Linked DNA regions of Mus musculus: region 2 is linked to region 1. Evidence: chromatin contacts called from public HiChIP or PLAC-seq data. All regions are on one chromosome and are shown on one strand. The core of a region is the stretch at or near the end of the contact, and the rest is flanking DNA. Distances in the headings are between cores, read along the strand shown. Region 1 has its middle 120 kb from the start of Gm42291. Region 2 has its middle 20 kb from the start of Gm34628.

Evidence for each region. HiChIP or PLAC-seq counts read pairs in DNA pulled down with a chosen protein or histone mark.
Region 2: an HNF4G HiChIP or PLAC-seq map of pancreatic cancer cells shows a contact between it and region 1. The contact joins two enhancer-like sites. A contact is called at or near these places in 1 of 15 datasets of contacts at CTCF or cohesin (the NIH/3T3 cell line) and 2 of 115 datasets of contacts at active chromatin or transcription factors (astrocytes and pancreatic cancer cells).

Annotation. Positions count from the first base shown.
Region 1 is chr4:56,189,555-56,195,238 of GRCm38.p6, reverse strand. No RefSeq gene overlaps it. Among named protein-coding and RNA genes, the nearest start is that of Gm42291, 120 kb to the left of the region's middle. Within about 2 kb of position 1,993, at least 5 of the 459 cell types and tissues checked have an H3K27ac peak or open chromatin away from gene starts, as enhancers often do. A contact at or near this core is called in pancreatic cancer cells, where this site is marked.
Region 2 is chr4:56,495,455-56,501,751 of GRCm38.p6, reverse strand. No RefSeq gene overlaps it. Among named protein-coding and RNA genes, the nearest start is that of Gm34628, 20 kb to the right of the region's middle. Within about 2 kb of position 1,626, at least 8 of the 459 cell types and tissues checked have an H3K27ac peak or open chromatin away from gene starts, as enhancers often do. A contact at or near this core is called in pancreatic cancer cells, where this site is marked.

The DNA.
Region 1 (5,684 bases), core at 744-3,243:
TGAAGGAGAAACGTCCCTCCAGCAGTTTAGGTGTAAAACACTTGGTCACCAGTTAATGTCACTGCTTGGACAGATAGTACAACCTTGCTGGAGGAAGTGTATCTCCAGGGTGGGCTTGAGAGTTTGTAGGCTTACTCCACTCCTAGTAGGCTCTTTCTGCTTCATTTGTGAGGTTGAGATGTGAACTTTCAGTTCCCTGCTCCAGCCAGCCTTGACTACCTGCTGCTCTGCTCCCCGCCACCGCCCCCGACATTGTGATGGATCTTCCCCATTTAGAACCATAAGCCAGTAGACCCTTTCATACATTGCTTTGGGTCTCGTATTATTTTATCACAGGAACAGAAAAAGCTATGAATACTTGTTACATAACTGGGAGACCGCTTTGTGATGAAAGTACACATCATTAAACATCTACCTTTATTTTCATACCTAACAGGAAGTGTGAAGTAGAGAATGTAAGGGAGTCACATGCAGCTAGGTTAAAGCAACTGCCTTTCCTCTATGGTATGTTGTACTGTCTGCCTCTGGGCTCAGCTTCCAGAGCTCTGGGTATTAGAATATGAGGATGGTGTGGCTGCTGCTCTTCATGGTATGCTGATTGTGGCCTGGTCCTCAGAGTGTTCATAGCTGTTCCCGTATCACTTTAGACTTCTCCTGATTCAGTCCTCATGCTGGTTGGTACCTTGAGCATCTCTCATGAGTTAGCCAATTCTTCTTTTGCCTCTCTCTCTCTCTCTCTCTGCTTGTAAACATATGCTAATCTATGAATGTTTATTGAATAATATTGGGAAACCCAAAAACTTTGACCAGCTACATGCCATATTATCAATTAATACAAATGATTAAGTCTTTCATCTATGTTTTGTCTGATACTCACACATGTATGTATGTATGTATGTATGTATGTATGTATGTATGTATGTATGTATGTATGCAAGTGTGAACAATGTTGGCACAACTGTGAGAACACCAGAAACCAGACATCATGTACATATATATTTACCCACATATATTCTCAGTTATAGAGACCAATCAGTTCTTTTACTAAGATCTTTAGCTGAATACATGAGTCAGGTGGATCAAACTATTTCTTAAAGGCATTGTCATTTGTTTTGTTTTGTTTTGTTTTTCAACCTATATTATCAAATGCAAACATGGAAAAAATATTAATACCAGTCCTCTGACTGTTCTCACTAATCCCTATTAGCTAGGTTTTCCTTCCTGTCAAAAAAACATCTGAAGCATAACTTCATAAGAGGTTTAGTTTTAAATTCTTACTGCATTAATTAATTAGCTAAATAATTAAATATTGAACACTGTGTATGTCAGAGGACAACTTTGTGGAGTTGGTTCTATCCTTCCGATATGTGGGTCCCAGTGATCTAACTCAAGTCAGGCTTAGTACTATGTATCCTTGGCCACTGAGCCACCCTGCTGACCCTTGGAGGTTTATTTAATACACAATTCTGAAAATAAAGGCTTCAAAAAGAAACCACATCTGGTAATCTGTTTTGTTGTTGTTTGTTTGTTTGTTTGTTTTTAACTAGCATTATACCAGGGCAGCATGTGGGACTACACAGCAAGAGACAGGAAGTCTGTATGTCACTTGTGGTCTCACTCCTTTTAAAGGCACTGAGACACATTGTGAGGGATCAGCTCCCGTGACCTCATCCAACCCTAATCAGTCCTTGGAAGCCCCGCCCCTAAGCACACTGGATTGTGTCTGCCCTCTTCATTATGTTAACATATAACTTTGGAGATTAAAATCTTGTGTGAATTCATGGGACACATCATGGAATCTCTAACACCATAGGATTTTTGCCAGGAGATGTCACAAATAGGTCATGACACACCTTCCTCTCTGAGCCTGCATCTGGCTTCAGACTCTTCTCAGCAGGAAGTTCCAGAAAATTGCTAGCCACTGACCAGACAGAAATGTAACACAAAAAAGTTTCCATCTTTGTTTTGAATGTCATTAATGTTTGCTATGACTCATGCCATTTGTTAAAGGGCTCATTCTATTGACTTCTTCAGCTTTGGGCCTGAACCAAGTGGCTTTATGTGCTGGTGGCCCAGTTCTGCTTGCTAGCTTGTTTTCCTGTTTGTGCTCACATTTCTTACTTTGAATTTTCCCCTGTGAAGCTTCTAGACTTACCTAAAGAAAGCCAGATTCAGTAGTGTTTGTTTGCATCTTGTTGTGTTTGGTGGTCCCTAACAATGTAACCGGAGCAGGTGCACTTAAATGCAATTGTGCTAAATTCTGCTCATTCAACAAATGATTATTGAGCACATAGCCCTCGGGTCTTGCACTTTAGAAAGAACATAAAAGACTGGGTTTCTGCCTCCCCAAATTTTACATTTAAAGAAAAAGAAAACGTATTTAGGAAACTATTTATTTGGTCTTCATGAGATCTGTGAGCTGTTAAAACTCTTTCACAATTTTTACTTTTTGGCTAAGTCACAATCTGAGATATGAGATTTGAAAAACACAGTCAGTTGGCAGCAAGTGTGAGCGACACCAACTGCTGCAAAGCTCTGGAACACGGCAGGATCCTGTGCGTGATCAAGTCCTGCCTATGTGCTCCAAGTTAATCCACTTGCTCATAAAACAGAGCCGCTGTTTGTTTATTGCTTGGCAATTCATTTTCTCCAATTTCAAAAAACACTGGAAATCTTACCCACTTTTAAATGTTTTTTTTTTTTTTTGTTTTTTTTGTTTTTTAATGTTTCAAAGTATTTTGGCAGAGCAGAATGTCCAAGCAGATGATGTGACCAGGTCTGAAATTCCTATCAATACCTGATCTCTCCTCCACCCTCATCAGTCTTTGTTGTTACGGGGGCCTGCCAGTCTTTCACGTGAGCCTTGGCAAGTCAGTTGACATCACATCGCTGAGACTCGCTTCTTTATCTCCTCAGGGAGGATAATGATATCTACCTACCAGCAACGTCACGAGGGCTAAAGAGACAATGCCAACTAAAGCTGTAGCATATACTAAAGCTCCATTCTTCTCCTTATCAATACTATAACAACACTGCCAAGGAATGCAAGGGATTTTGTTTGGGCCTCACTCATCTGTCTGTCCATTTGTCCATCCATCCTTCCACCCACCTACCTACACAATCAGGAGTATTCTCTATTCCTGGCCTGCTGTACACAGGCTCTTGTGCCTGACCCTATCCAAATACACAGCTTTCTCTTTCACCGCACTTGGAAAACAAATACCGACGTAATTAGAATACAAAGTGCCAAGGAGAGACACATTTGCACAGCTTGCTTTCCATTGCTGGATAAAACTCTGCGCAAACCAACTTGGGGAGCAAAGGGTGGTTTATTTCACCTTACATTTTAGAATCTATCATCGAGGAAAATCAGGGCAGCACTCAAAACAAGAGCTTGGAGGCATGAAGATCGGACCTAGAGAACCTCTGCCTAGTTGCTTGCTCCCTATAGCTTGCTCAGCTTGGATTCTTATACAACCCAGGACCGCCTGTCTGAGTGTTGGCATCTAACACCCCCTCCCACAAATACACACATCAATCAATAATCAAGAAAATGCCCCACAGACTTGTTTACAATCCAGCCTGCTGGAGGCAGTTCCTCCAGGAAAGTTTCCTCTTTCTGGGTTTTCTGGAAAAGATAAACCAGTGTTCTTCATCCTCCCTAGATAAGCCAGTCCTTCTACAGCAGCTTAGTAAGAGTCCCTAAAATCTTTGCCTTTCTACATGATTATGTTTTTCCTAAGAGCTAGCCATTGTAGCTCTCCTGGACTCTTTCACTAAACTTTCAGAAGCAAAAATTCATGAAAGGTGAGTTCTTTTATTCCCTTTGAAGGATTCCATAAGCCTGGAAAAGTTGGTTTTGAAAGTAGCCTTTGCCTTTCTTTATGAGCTAGGAAACAACGGAATATCTAGCTCTTACCTGCACAGGGCCATCTATATTTTGATTTCACACTAGAAACCCCTGGGACAATGAGGTTTGAGGTTTTCCACTCAATTATTTGATATTTGTTCAATTTCATGGCCATCATTCTGGCTCTGCTCTCCTTGAACAGTTTCTATGTCATCATCTTTTTTTTTTTTTTGAAGTTCCCTGAAGTTGTTTTTATAACATGGTTAAAATTGAGAGCACTGGAGATGTGCATTTACAGACCATGAAACAGTATAATCAAGGCCATCCTCTCTCTCTCTCTCTCTCTCTCTCTCTCTCTCTCTCTCTCTCTCTCTCTCTCTGTGTGTGTGTGTGTGTGGTGTATGTGTGCTTGTAGATGTGTTTATGTGTGTAAGTGAGGGTGTGCATGTGTCCATATGAATATGTGTAGGTAGCTAGGTCAGAGGTCAACCTTGAGTGTCCTTCCTAGTTGGGAATCCATATTAATTGTCTAGGTTGGAGAAGGGGAGGGAAGTCTCCTGTTTTTACATGAAATTCACTGATTGGCTAGGCAGCTGGCTCACCATCCCTAGGGACCTGCTTGGCTCCCACTCCCTATCTCTGCTACAGGTACATCCCACCATGACACCACAGTTTTAAAAATGAATTCTGGGGAGGCAGGGAACTGAAGTCTGCATGTTTGTGTGGCAAACTTGTTGCAAACTGACAGAGCAAACTCATCAGTCCTGTTCTCTTTCTGTTTAGAAACTCTACCAAATGCAAACTCAATTGCAGGAATGACTTCTCCATGATGATGCAGATCAAGGTGGGATTTATAACTTCTGCCGATTATTACTTAATAGGAGGTAAATTAATATTCTGTTTTCCGTGTGTGAATGCACATGTGTATATACATATATATACACACATATATATGTGTATATATATATATATATACATACATGCAAAATATATAACCATTTATATCACACACGTTTTTGCTGTGATTACTTCTCATTGCTCTAAAAAAGAAATTCTAGCCATACAAATAGCCAAGAAGATAAAGGAACACTAATACTGAGAAGTCATTTCCAATTTTGTAAATTATTTTAAAGTTTTTATATCTCAAAAATCACTAAGGTTGCTTGTTTGCAAAGCAAATAGTCCATCTCTCCTTAGCTTTTTGACTCAAATTGAGTGTAAGAAGTGAATATACAAACCCAAAGTTACCACCCAATGATGACAAAATACAATAGGGAACTTTTCAATGTAGAAATATAGGATAATAAAAAATGAAACTTGGTATAAATTGAAATGATAAAGGTTAAAGACTTTCATAATAATTATTAGACTTCTTTGACATCTATGAATGGGGTGTGTAAATGAGAACCATGCTTTGTCCTTAGGAGCTTCAGTTGATACTGTTCCATTCCCCCAAGTAATTTTAAGTTTAAAACCTATTTTTTTAAAACTTAAATTTATCTTAAATTCTTCTTGCAGTTTATTGACCCTAACTGAAATCCAAGTCATATCACTTTTGTGTTTTGAGTTGGAGCAGAGTACTCTCTTGCACTCTGGGTCACATTCTATGCCCAGCCAGCATGTCCTACAGAGTCAGCATCTTTCACAGGAAGGCATTCCTCACTTGATGCCTTGGGGCTTGTCTCCCAAAGACTTCATATCTGGATTGTGACCCCCCCCCCCAAGGAAACATTCTTTCTTTTGGTTCCTCCTTCTCCTCCTCCTCTTTCTTTTTCTCATCATTCTTTTCTTCCTGCTGTTCTTCTTCATTTCCCCCTCCCTTCTCCTCCTCCTT
Region 2 (6,297 bases), core at 377-2,876, 310 kb before region 1:
ACTGCTCACATTGCTGTACCTCAGCTCAGGAAGCTCTGTGCCTCAGAGGGATTAATGAAGATTAACTACGTTTGTGACCTTCTGGAATGTTCCGGGTGCTTAGTGTAGGCTAATTATTAAAGGTGGGATGATGAATCCAGGAGGAAGTGGTGTCTCCTCTGTGGCTTCTCATGAAGAGAACGAAGGGTGACCACCCAGAAGCAGCTTAGAGAAGACCTTCTGTAGCCTGAATGTTAATCTTGGGGTTCAGTGACTGCAGTTCCTTGATTCAGAGGATCAGCAATGAGGCCCTAAGACTCTGCAGTTCTCTCTCTCTCTCTTTCCTTCCTCCCTCCCTCCCTCCCTCCCTCCCTTCTTTCTTTCTTTCTTTCTTTCTCTTTCTCTCCTTCTTTCCTTTCTTTCTTTCTTTCTTTCTTTCTTTCTTTCTTTCTTTCTTTCTTTCTTCTTTCCTTTCTCTTTCCTCCCTCCCTCCCTCCCTCCCTCCCTCCTTCCTTTTCTCTCCCTCCCTTCTTCCTTTCCTCCCCTTCCTTCCCTTCCTCCCTTCCTTCTTTCCTCCCTCCCTCCCTTTCTTTTTTCCATCCCTCCCCCTCTCTCTCCTTCCTTCCTTTCATCCTTTCTTTCTTCCTTCCTTCTTTCCTTTCATCCTTCCTTCCTTCCTTTCATCCATCCATCCATCCATCCTTCCTTCCTCTCTCTCTCTCTCTCTCTCTCTCTCTTTCTCTCTCTCTTCAGTCAGGGTTTCTCTGTGCATCCCGGCTATTCTGGAACTCTGTAGACCAGGTTGGCCTCAATCCCAGAGATTACTCTGCATTTCTAATGCACACACAGTGCTGCCATGGCTGTGAACCACATTTTTCAGAGATACTTATGGGGGATCAGGCAATCAAGTTGAGGCTAGACTAAATGAATATCTATTCCAGCCTCCAGACCTTTGGAATCTGTCTGCAAAAATCATTCACCATTCAATGGTCATAGACAGGTGGCAGTGGAATGTGTTTAAAGAAACTTATTGGTATTTTACAGGTAATGCTGGTACTACAAAATTTAAGAGACACGAAAAGAGTACTCAGTAAAAGAACAAAGCCCTCCTTCTCCCTTCTCTAGTCACCCGGGTCCTTTCCTTAGGCTTTATTTATGATTATTAGGCTTTGGTGGTGGGGGTGGGGTTTATTTTTTCCCCCAGGGGCAATCTGGGTATGTGCACGCATATACTGTTCTTCTCTAGTTCTTCTATCTTACTTTTCCCTCTGAGATGTATCATAGAACCATCATATATTAGTACATATGGAGTTGTTGCAACAACTAAGATAACTTCGTATTAACATATAAACTAAACAGTTCTCTATTGATAAATATTCCTTGCACAGTTTTGCTTGCACAATGTTACCATGAAGACATTTGGACACATCTTATGTCAGACAAATAGAATCTATTCCCAGGAGCAGAATTGCTGGATCAAAGGACATGGGTGTCTAACATTTTGATGGGTGGTACCACCTTGCTTTACATGGCTGCTTTGGCAGTCTGCAGTTCCACTAAACATGCACGGGGTGTTCTTTCCCCACACCCTGGCCCACACCAGATTTGCAAATGCTTTGATGTCTGCCAGTGTGGTAGGTGCTGATGTCTCATTGCGGTTTAATTTGCATTTCCCATAGTAGGAGTGACATTGAGACAGTTAACCCATTGTCCCTCAGCCATTCCCATTTCATTTCCAGGAGGTTCCAGCTGCTAACCTTTCCTGGTGATTGGCACGCACTCCTTACAAATAAGGAAATTCATCATTTGTCATGTGAGTTGCAAACATTTCCTGCAGATAACTTTATTTGGGCTTAGTCAGGTGTCATAACCTTTGCATAGTCTCATGGGTCAGATTTTTCAGTCGTGTGTATTTGTGTATGTGTGTTTGCCATACGGTCTCTGGCTCTCCCAGTTAGAAAACACCAAATGATTCTCCTTGGTTTATTCTGGTGTTTTTCCATTTTACTCTCTCTTATTTAAATCTGCGATGTAACTAGAACTTACCTCAACAGGCTAGGTGTGGACCTATTTTTTTTCCAGGAGGTCACAAAAGATCACATAGTAAACAATTTTTCTCCTAGTCACAGTTGAACACTGTTTTTTGTGAACACACATGTCCCATGTTTATGTCTTAACTTTCTACTCCATTCCATTGATTTACCCACTTGTGAGCCTTGTTGCATGATCGTAACTTTTAATATCTTTCAAAACATTTTATTTATTTATTTATTTTTTATTTTTTATTTATTGTTTTTTTGAGACAGGGTTTCTCTGTGTAGCCCTGGCTGTCCTGGAACACACTTTGTAGACCAGGCTGGCCTCGAACTCAGAAATCTGCCTGCCTCTGCCTCCCGAGTGTTGGGCTTAAAGGTGTGCGCCACCACGCCTGGCATTAAATACTGAGTGAGTTGGTCCCCATTCATTACTCCTGTCTCCCTACTCCTTGTCTTTTCTTTTTGTGGGGGATTACTCTTACCTGTTTCAAGTTTGAATGGTGCATGTCTATGCTTGTGTGGTTAAAAAACATCTGAATGCCATTTTTTTTTCCCGATGGCGCTTTAGATTTTAGATAGATTTAAGGCAGCAGATGTTTTTATGATACTGAGTGTTCTTAACAAAGAACATTGTGCATTTTCTACTGGTTTGTTTTTCTTTTGGCTCTTAAGAATAGCATCTTAAAGTTTTCTATATGTAGATTGTATAGATCTTCTCTTCCTCATCTTGATCTTGGTTATTCTCAGATCTTTTGACTTTTTTCCTTTGAGTCTGCCAGTGTGAGTGTGCGTATTTGTGTTTGTGTGTGTTTGTATGTTTGCTTGTGTGTGGAGTGTGTGAGTGGGTAAGTGCACAAATGAAGATGCAGATGGTAGCCATAGGTCAACCTCCAGTGCTTATCTATAAGCACCAACTTCTTCTTCTCCTCCTCCATCCTCCTCCTTCTTCCTCCTCCTCTTCCTCTTCTTCCTCTTTCCTCTCCTCCTCCTCCTACCCCCTCCCTCCTCATCCTTCCCTCATTTTGTCTTGAGAAGCTAGTTTCAGGGATCTGCCTGTCTCCCCCATCACCAGATCTGAGATTCCAAGCATACTCTGCCATGCCTGGCTTCTTAAATTCGGGTTTCTTCTTGGGCTGATGGTTCAGTAAAGATTAAGAACACTGACTGCTCTTCCAGAGGACCCAGGCTTGATTTCTGGCTCATATGTGGTGACTCACAGTTCTCAGAAATTCCAGTTCCAGGGGATGTAGAATTATCTTCCGGCCTCCAAGAACATCGGGCATACATGCAGTCCACATACACACATGTGGTAAACACCTATACAGATAAAAGTAAATAAAATCAAATGTGGCTCTGGGGCTCACATTCAGGCTTCCAAGGCAAGCACTTTTCTGACTGAGACATCTCCCAATTCTTTTTTTTTTTTTAAATTTATTTTTTATTAGGTATTTTCCTTGTTTACATTTTCAATGCTATCCCAAAAGTCCCCCATACCCACCCCCTCCCCCCAATCCCCTACCCACCCACTCCTCCTTTTGGCCCTGGGGTTCCCCTGTACTGGGGCATATAAAGTTTGCAAGTCCAATGGGCCTCTCTTTGCAGTGATGGCCGACTAGGCCATCTTTTGATACATATTCTTTAAAAAAGAACTTTTAAAGATAAAAGTTTGAGACGTGTTCTTACCATTGTAACCCAGGCTAGCCTAGAATTTATGATCCCTCTGCTTACTCTGCATGCTGGTATTATAGGAGTGTGCTCTGTAACCTGGTTTGTCGGTTGTTGTTTGTTTTGTTTTCCAATTGTAGATAGATTTTCCCTTTCATCATGTCTTCTAATTGACTATTGTTTGGATATGGAAAAACTATTATTTTTTCTATAGTAACTTGGGGCCCAACCTCCCTAATGAATCTTCTCCCTCTCCCTCTCCCTCTCCCTCTCCCTCTCCCTCTCCCTCTCCCTCTCCCTCTCCCTCTCCCTCTCCCTCTCCCTCTCCCTCTCCCTCTCCCTCTCTTTCTCCCTCTCCCTCTCTTTCTCCCTCTCCCTCTCTTTCTCCCTCTCCCTCTCTTTCTCCCTCTCCTCCTCCTCCTCCTTCCTCCTCCTCCTCCTCCTTCCTCCTCCTCTTCTTCACAGCTGTCCTTCGGTGTTCCTTTGGTGTTATACATGAACCATCAGGCAGTCTGAGGTTTAGACTGAGGTTTCTGCTCCCCCATTATTTATAGCAGTGCATATTTGAAGTCGACAGAGAATGTGAGTGATGTTTTCTAGAGTATTCTGGAATATTTTCATCCCTTTGGCACCATCTTCAAACACTCAAGAGATGTAAATTCTGAGGTAATACCCACTGTCTATCTTGGATCATCTAAATTAATTTCATTGGCCAGTACCCATGATACTTGCCTCTGCTCCAGGTTTTAGATCTATTGTCTTTATATCTGAACAACTGTCTTAGTTATTAGCTTCAGAGTGTAAAGACTCATGGGATCCAGCAGCTTTCTCAGGCCCTTTCTGCCATCAATGGCAATGCCCCTTTATTTTTTTCCTAGGAAGCAGATGCCACACTTTTAGTTGGGATATAGGTTCTTCAGTGCTGAGTAAGTCATCATTCCTGTTTTGAAACAGGTTTTGAAAACTTAAGAATGACTCTTTAAGCTCCTCCCAAGAATTCTTATGGATAAGCACATGATTATTTTGATTTATTCATATCACCAACAGTAACGTTATACTAATTTGAAGTCATCTTGTTGATCTCTTTTATATGAGATTTTTTTTCCATAAAATTTGTCTTCTTCCTACATTACCAGTTATGTTTCTTTGAGGTCTCAGGCATGGATTGAGCCATCTGAGTGTCTATCTGTTATGTTGAATTGTGACACCCCTCCCTCGATCTTCCTTTGCAAGTGCTCATAAGCTTACCACCTCTTTCCCAGTCCCAAGATCTATGATTTGTGTCTTATCCATTGTCTTTACTAAGTTTTACCTAATAAAGCATGAGCCACATGGGCAAGAATTTCCTCTCTTGGAAAAAGTCACTTTCTTTAGCTCTTTATAGATCCTCACCCTTCAATATTCAACCAGAACGATGCAGAGGGAGAAGGGCAACAAGTTCCTAAACTTGTACTTTTGAGAACCCAGAGCTGCTAGGGGCTTCCTTCTGACCTCTCAGTAGAAAGTCTTCAATGTCAGTTTTTGGACCTGTTCCAGGTCACTTGCTTACCACAGAGCAGTCATTAGCCTCTCAACACTGCTTAGGGCATGCCTGGCACCCATTGATTCAGCAGGGCACAGCCTAAAGACATAGACTCAGCCAGACTCGTCTGACATGTGTCCTCAGCAGTTTCTCCAAGTGCCACGTCAGCCCAGGGGCTGGTCTCCCATGCACCTGTGTTCCTCTGGCGAAGAATCATGCCTCCTCACATCTCTTTATCTAGCCAGAGATCTGAGGCCATGCTGATTTTCCAGAAGCGGCAGAGATTTAATCCCAGGAAATAGCCTTCCGAAGGGAAGAACATGCCAACTCAGAGTTCCCCAACAAATAGGCATTGACTTCTGGTTGCCAGTTCAATAGTGAATGCAACCACGGAATTCTCAGATAAGGGATAAATCTGATCGGATAACCGAAACAGAAAAGATTCCAGTCAATGAATGGCCATTCTATTACACAAACCTAAAATGCCAATCTTCTTAACATCCCTTCTTTGCCTTCCTGGTCAAGCTTTAACATGCTGACTTGCTTTTTCTCCCTCTGTCACCTTTTTACAGGCACTAAACATTTGCTATCTGAACCCAGCACACTCACCTCTTGACAGATCCTCCCCTCTGAATAGTAAGTTCTTTTCTACATTGCCTGATGATCTTTTCCTCATCTTCCAAGACTCAAGTCAACTGCCCATCCATCCTTTGATACTCTGCCTTTGAGATCCTGTCTTAAATTTGGCTCAATTTTCTTCTTACATGATCAACTAGCTCTCTAAGCTCCAGTGGTAGCACATTTACCCTTCTTCTAAGTACATCCCATACATACATTCCATACATCTTCTGGCTCTGTAATTTTCAAAGTTGGACACTAGATGAATAGAACATCCATCTGTATTTTTATACACTCTCTAGTGTGCTTTGTACATTGGGACAATGACATATATCTCATGAATAGTTAACACATATCTATACAGTGGTTTTGGGCTCCAAAGCTGTTTTACTGATGGCTACTAAACTGAACAGTATCAAGATCGTTGTTCTAGCTGTTACCTATGAAGGCATGAACTCTATCTTACTGGTATAAGCT